Regions from separate parts of the Anas platyrhynchos genome. Here region 2 is linked to region 1. A link is a contact called in public Hi-C data. All regions are on one chromosome and are shown on one strand. Each heading gives the region's core, a stretch centred on a gene start, on an enhancer-like site or on the middle of the called end of the contact. The rest is flanking DNA. Distances are from core to core; before and after follow the strand shown. Region 1 has its middle 59 kb from the start of RPL29. Region 2 holds the start of DUSP7 (dual specificity phosphatase 7).

Region 1 (2,593 bases), core at 59-2,558:
ATGTTGCTGGTGCTAATGGCTAGTTAACAGGGACCACATTTTTGAGGTTTGTCTTCCTGAGCGTGATGCTGGAGACACTGTGTATCACCAGGGAACACGGTAAGAATTGCTGTGGTGCACATCATACCTGAAAACTCACTGCAGATATCCAGAGAGGAAAAAAACACAACAACCAAACAAAAAACCCCCACAAAATTCAAAGGCCAAAAGTAGCAGAACAATTTTAGAATAGGTGGAAGAAGGAGAGGAGCAGTCTGAACTTCACACCTGATTGTTGCCAGGATGGCACTGAATAAGAGGGAAAAAAAATCAAGCTACATCTTTCTGTCTTATACCTAAATACCTTAAACTCTAAGCCTCAGAGAATAAATTTACTTCAAAAAATGACTGAGAAAATCAGGAGTTCGTACTTTGTCTTTTGTTTCACCATGTAAAATTTTGGCAAAAGCAAAATAATTTTCTTCTGTGTTCCTCTTTGTGGTTCTGTTAATGCTGTTTCACCTTCCAGAGAGGAAAATAAAGACATTCCTCACCCCAAACCAATTCCTCCTTGCCCTGACAAAAGCTGACCAGTAGAAGTGCCCTCTCGTAGGCTGGTTGCTTGGCCCCAGCTCTCTGCTTCCCTCTGGGATTTGGGGTTTTTGTAGGAGACAACAGGAATGGCCTATGGGCTTCTCTAGGGCAGGAGTAGCTTGGCAGGGTGGTGGAAATGCCCCTGGTCCATGCCAGGTCAACCCGTTCTCTTCACCCCAGTTACCAACAGAGCCTGACATGGGGCTGGCCAAACCAGCAGCATGGGGTCTGAGAAGGATCTGGCCCCAGAGTGTAGGAGCCATCTCCTAACAGGAGCCCTGCAGAAGACATTTCTGCAGCTAGATTCCTTGTATCTAACTGTGCTTCAGCCTGCAGTTGCTTGTCAGATGCCCTCAGTGAAGCACAGCAGCTCCAGGTCTTTTGTAGCTTAGACAACAATCTCAACAAACCACAAACAAGACCAAACCACGAAACGCAGAGCAGGTCCATGCTATCCCCAAAAAGCCAAAAGCGCCTTCAAGGAGGCTGCAGCAGAAATAGACGGCACTGAGCACCTTCCATGAGAGAGCTTTGCTCTGAAAAGGCCCCCACTCTCCCTTTCTCACAGATTATCCTTGGGATGGAGTAATAATGCAGGTGAGGGGCACAACGCACTAATCAGGGGGTCTGGAGCCATCTGAGTTAAAGGAAACCTCGGCGTGAGGGCAGGAGCTGCAAGCTCCAACTGGCCATTGGAGGGCAAACTGCTCCAAGCATTGCTGCGCCGTTCAGGATCAGCGTTACTTACTCTGTCTGCAGCCAGCCTTCTTTCTTCCAAGATTAACCAGGCCAAGCTTCCAAGGGGTTTTAATTGTTTGGAAATTTTGGAAGGGCTCTAACAGGCTCTATTTCAACCAGACAGAAATGTTGGAAAAGGCAGCGAGTGAGGCTGGACATGCTGGGACTGTCCTGCAGCTCCCAGGTCAACGCAGCAATTCCTCTTTTCCCCGACGGCAGAAAAATTACTGCAAAAAAAATGACAGTCAGAGCAGGCTGCTGGTGAACGTCAGACTGTTATAAGTAGGGTTTGTGCTTATCCAGGTTTAACTCCTAATGGAGAAGGCAGCGATTTCTTTTTGGAGAATGGCCATTTTCGTGACTGGTTGATTTTCAGTACACCTTCTGGCTGGCCAGTAGTTCTGATAAGCAGTATTGATTAACAAGGAGCAGATACTGGAGCCCATCAGCACAGAGAGGTGCAAGCTGTCAGAGGATGACCTGAAGATCTCTTTATCCCTCCGGTTTTACCCAGCAGCATCTCTCTCCTTCATCTGTCTGCACGCATCTCCACTCTTTAATTTCACAGGCTTTTAGCATGTATAAGCAGCAAAGTGGCTTCTTGGCAAGTATCTTTGCCTTCCTTTATTTATTGGTCTATCCATCTGCAGATGTGGCCCTCAACAAGCACTTCTTACTTAGCATAATGCTAGGACAGAGAAAAGACTGTCATCCTGAAAAATGAGAAATACCCTCATGTATCTCCTTCCTCGGCTCAATAAGTAGAGAAATAACTGGAGCTGAGGTCAGCTACAAAACGAGGAAGCAGGTGGGCCTGTACCTGCTCTCTCCGGCGAGCTGTTACTGCCATCTGAGAGTCCTCAGAAGGAACACACGGAGCTGCTGTATTTCTCCATTCCTTGAAGCATCATGGAGCAACTGACTAGCAAAGCTCATCCAAACACCAGTGCTCAAATGGATTGTCACGGAAATATCCCAATTCGCAGTCAAAAGGCACGGTGTTGCAACTGGGTTTGACAGGAAGGCTTCTAAGGCAAAGCCAATCTGCGACTGGCTGGCCTGCTATCGTGCCCCTAGTGCAACAAAAAAACCACAAGCCATGAAACTTTTGAAAGCTGCCACAAAATGACCTTCACCTCTGCTTGGCAGAGCTGGGTAACAAGCCCACCCTGTCCCTGCTAGGAGGGACCAACTCGTCCAGGCTGCGATTCTCTTGGTGACCATGTGGAGCTGGAGGTGCAAACACGGCAATGCTTCTTGCAGGCCTGGCCACCTTCCCATT
Region 2 (2,593 bases), core at 39-2,538, 240 kb after region 1:
CAGCTTTCGCACCCTTCCCCCGCACAGCCGCCTCGCCTCCGCTGCTATTCCTGCCCCAACGCCGCCACCCAGCGACCGCCCCGGCAGCGCGGCTGCGGGCTCCGCTCAGCCCCACCGGGATGTTCCTAAAACGGTCCCAAAAATACCCCAAAACCGCAGGAAAAGGGCATGTTCGGGGGGAGGAATGGGGGTACGCAGGGTGTTCCCCCCCCTCCAGCTCCTGCATCGCCCTATGGAGGGGGGAAGGAGGGCAGCCCCCCCCCCAGACAGGCTGCTGTTTCCAGGGAAAGTGAATGGGGGGGTGCAGAGGGCTTTTTTTTTTGGGGGGGAGAGGAAATCTAAGGGATGGAGGCCCTTTCGGAAGGGGAGAGGCACCCGTGGGGAGCCGCGGGGGCTGCAGCGAAACAGCCGGGGGCTGCTGGGCTCGGGGCTGGGGAGGCTGCGGGGAAGGCAGGGGGCTGCCCTACATCGGGGGGGGGGGGTGAGAAGGCAGCGGGGCGCTGGCAGCCTCCCACCATTTTGTTCCGGGGATTAAAACGAGGGGAAAAACGAGGGGGGATCGCTGCACCCGGCGGTGCGGGGGGGATGCGGGAGCAGGGTCGGATGGGGCGAGGGGGCTGCGGGGCGAGGAGGGGGGGGGTCGCAGCTCACCTTTCAGGTAATAGGCTTTGCAGCCGTCGTCGCGCAGCTTCTGGAGCAGCAGCCCCAGCACGGAGGTGGCGGCGCCGCCGTCCTGCCAGTCGGCGGTGGCCTCGTCGTAGAGCAGCACGGTGTCGGCCTTGCAGCGCTTGACGAAGCGCTCCTTGTCCTCGTGGTTGGGGATGATGGAGCGGATGGGCAGGTTGCCCTTCTTCAGGCGCCGCAGCATCAGCCCGGGGATGGCCAGGTTGATGGCGGTCTCGATGTGCGAGCTCTCGAACAGCTCGTGGGGGCGGCAGTCGAGCAGCAGCAGGGACCGGCCGCCTCCCGACTCCAGCTCCTCCTGCAGCCACTCGGCGCTCTTGCACGGCATCGCCGCAGCCATGGGCGCCCGCGGGGAGCTCCCCCAGACCTGCGTTTTCATGGGGCTCGGCGGCGGGCGGGCGGCCAGCGAGCGAGCGAGGGCCCGGCCCCCAGCGGCCACCCCCGCCGCGGCTCCCTGGGTTGTGCTGGGCTGTGCTCGGCCCGGCCGTGTAGCTGCGCGCTGCCTGCGGCCCGGAGCACGGCGGCCCCGCTCTGCCCTAGGCGGCGCGCCCCATCCCGGCGGCCTCCCTTAAAGCGGGGCTCTCCGCCGGGCCCGCCGGGTCGTGCGGCGGGGGCGGCCCGAGGGGCGGGGCGGGGGCCGGCCCGGCACAGCGCGGCGCGCCACGCCCCGCCATGGCGCGCCGCGAGGGACACGCCCCCTCCCTCAGGGACACGCCCCCAAAGCCCGCGGGAGCCAATGAGAGCGCGGAGGGAGGGAGGCGGGCGGCCATATATGGGCAGGGGCGGGGCTGCAAAGCGCGGGAAGGGGCGCGGGGTCTCGCGGGTTTCGGTGATGTCCGCGCCATCCCATGGGGGCAGCCTCTGGGGCTGTGCACCCCAAATCTCCGCGGGTGTCAGCCACTCCGACAGACAGACAGACAAATAAATAAATAAATAAATAAATGAGACTTTCCTTCATGCCAACAGCTTCTCCTCACTCCAGCCCCTCGCTCTAAGCCTTCCCAGAAGATCCTGCCGCAGAGGGAAGGGTTCTGGGTCTGCCCCAGCACCAGGCTCAGGGACGCGGCTGGGTGAAAGTCAAGGCCCAGGATGTGCCTTGTGTAACGGGAAAGATGTCGTCCTGTAACACCCTTCTTCCCTGCACACGTGCACACAAACACGCATACACAGCCCGAGTTGTAACAGGCTTTAAGGTGCTGTTGGAACAAAGCTGTGTGCCTAGGCAAAAAAATAGGTGCTGGGTTGGGTAAAGCACGCAGCCACAGCCTGTCTCCCTTTAGCCCGGTTGTTAAGCAGGGACCCTAATGGGATTGCAGAACCAACGCCGCGCTTGGGAACGTGCTGAACTTCGAGCACGTCGAGCATCCCGTTACAAAACTCTGCTTTCAGCAGGACCATGCTCAGGGCCGTTCGTGGATTTCATCGCTATCAGCAAAATCAACGTCTGCTTCTACATTGCTTCTCTGTGACTCAAGTGTGTGCCTGAGAAAGCGGAACAGCTGAAGTTGTCCACTTCCCCTTGCCCAGTTTATTTTTACTGCTGGTTGCTGTGGGAAGCTATTGTGATTCAGTGTTGCAGTAGGAAGTTACTAACGCCACTCTTGCAGCAAAGGATGTTGAGGTTCTTATGCAAGCCACGGTGAAAATAGCTGACCTTTCAGAACATTTCTCAAAGTACCTTCAATTCCTAAGTGGAACAGCAGTGGGCTGTGCAAAGAAGGCACATCTGGGGCTAAAGCCCTTGCTCAGCCTACTGGGGGTATGCTCAGTGCCATGAATTTTAGGGGGGCTCCTTTTTGGGAGGCAGCAGCAACAGTTGTGAAACCAGCAGGGATGCACTTCACCTCTGTCCTGCGGTCATGTTAGTGAACACATAAACCTCTGAGCAGGACAGGTTCCAGGCACATCA

What was found. Hi-C and Micro-C count contacts between places; a contact is called where the count stands out from the background.
Region 2: a contact with region 1 is called in a Hi-C map of subcutaneous adipose tissue, with 4 times the contacts expected there. The contact joins the promoter of DUSP7 here to the enhancer-like site in region 1. A contact is called at or near these places in 5 of 8 Hi-C or Micro-C datasets (F5 follicle, liver, skeletal muscle and 2 more).

Annotation. Positions count from the first base shown.
Region 1 is chr13:14,900,688-14,903,280 of IASCAAS_PekinDuck_T2T, forward strand. No RefSeq gene overlaps it. Among named protein-coding and RNA genes, the nearest start is that of RPL29, 59 kb to the left of the region's middle. Within about 2 kb of position 1,309, at least 1 of the 8 cell types and tissues checked has an H3K27ac peak or open chromatin away from gene starts, as enhancers often do. A contact at or near this core is called in subcutaneous adipose tissue, where this site is marked.
Region 2 is chr13:15,140,522-15,143,114 of IASCAAS_PekinDuck_T2T, forward strand. It overlaps DUSP7 (dual specificity phosphatase 7), which reads right to left and starts at 1,289. Exons shown (of 3, transcript XM_027467639.3): 1 at 652-1,289. The coding sequence starts at 1,063.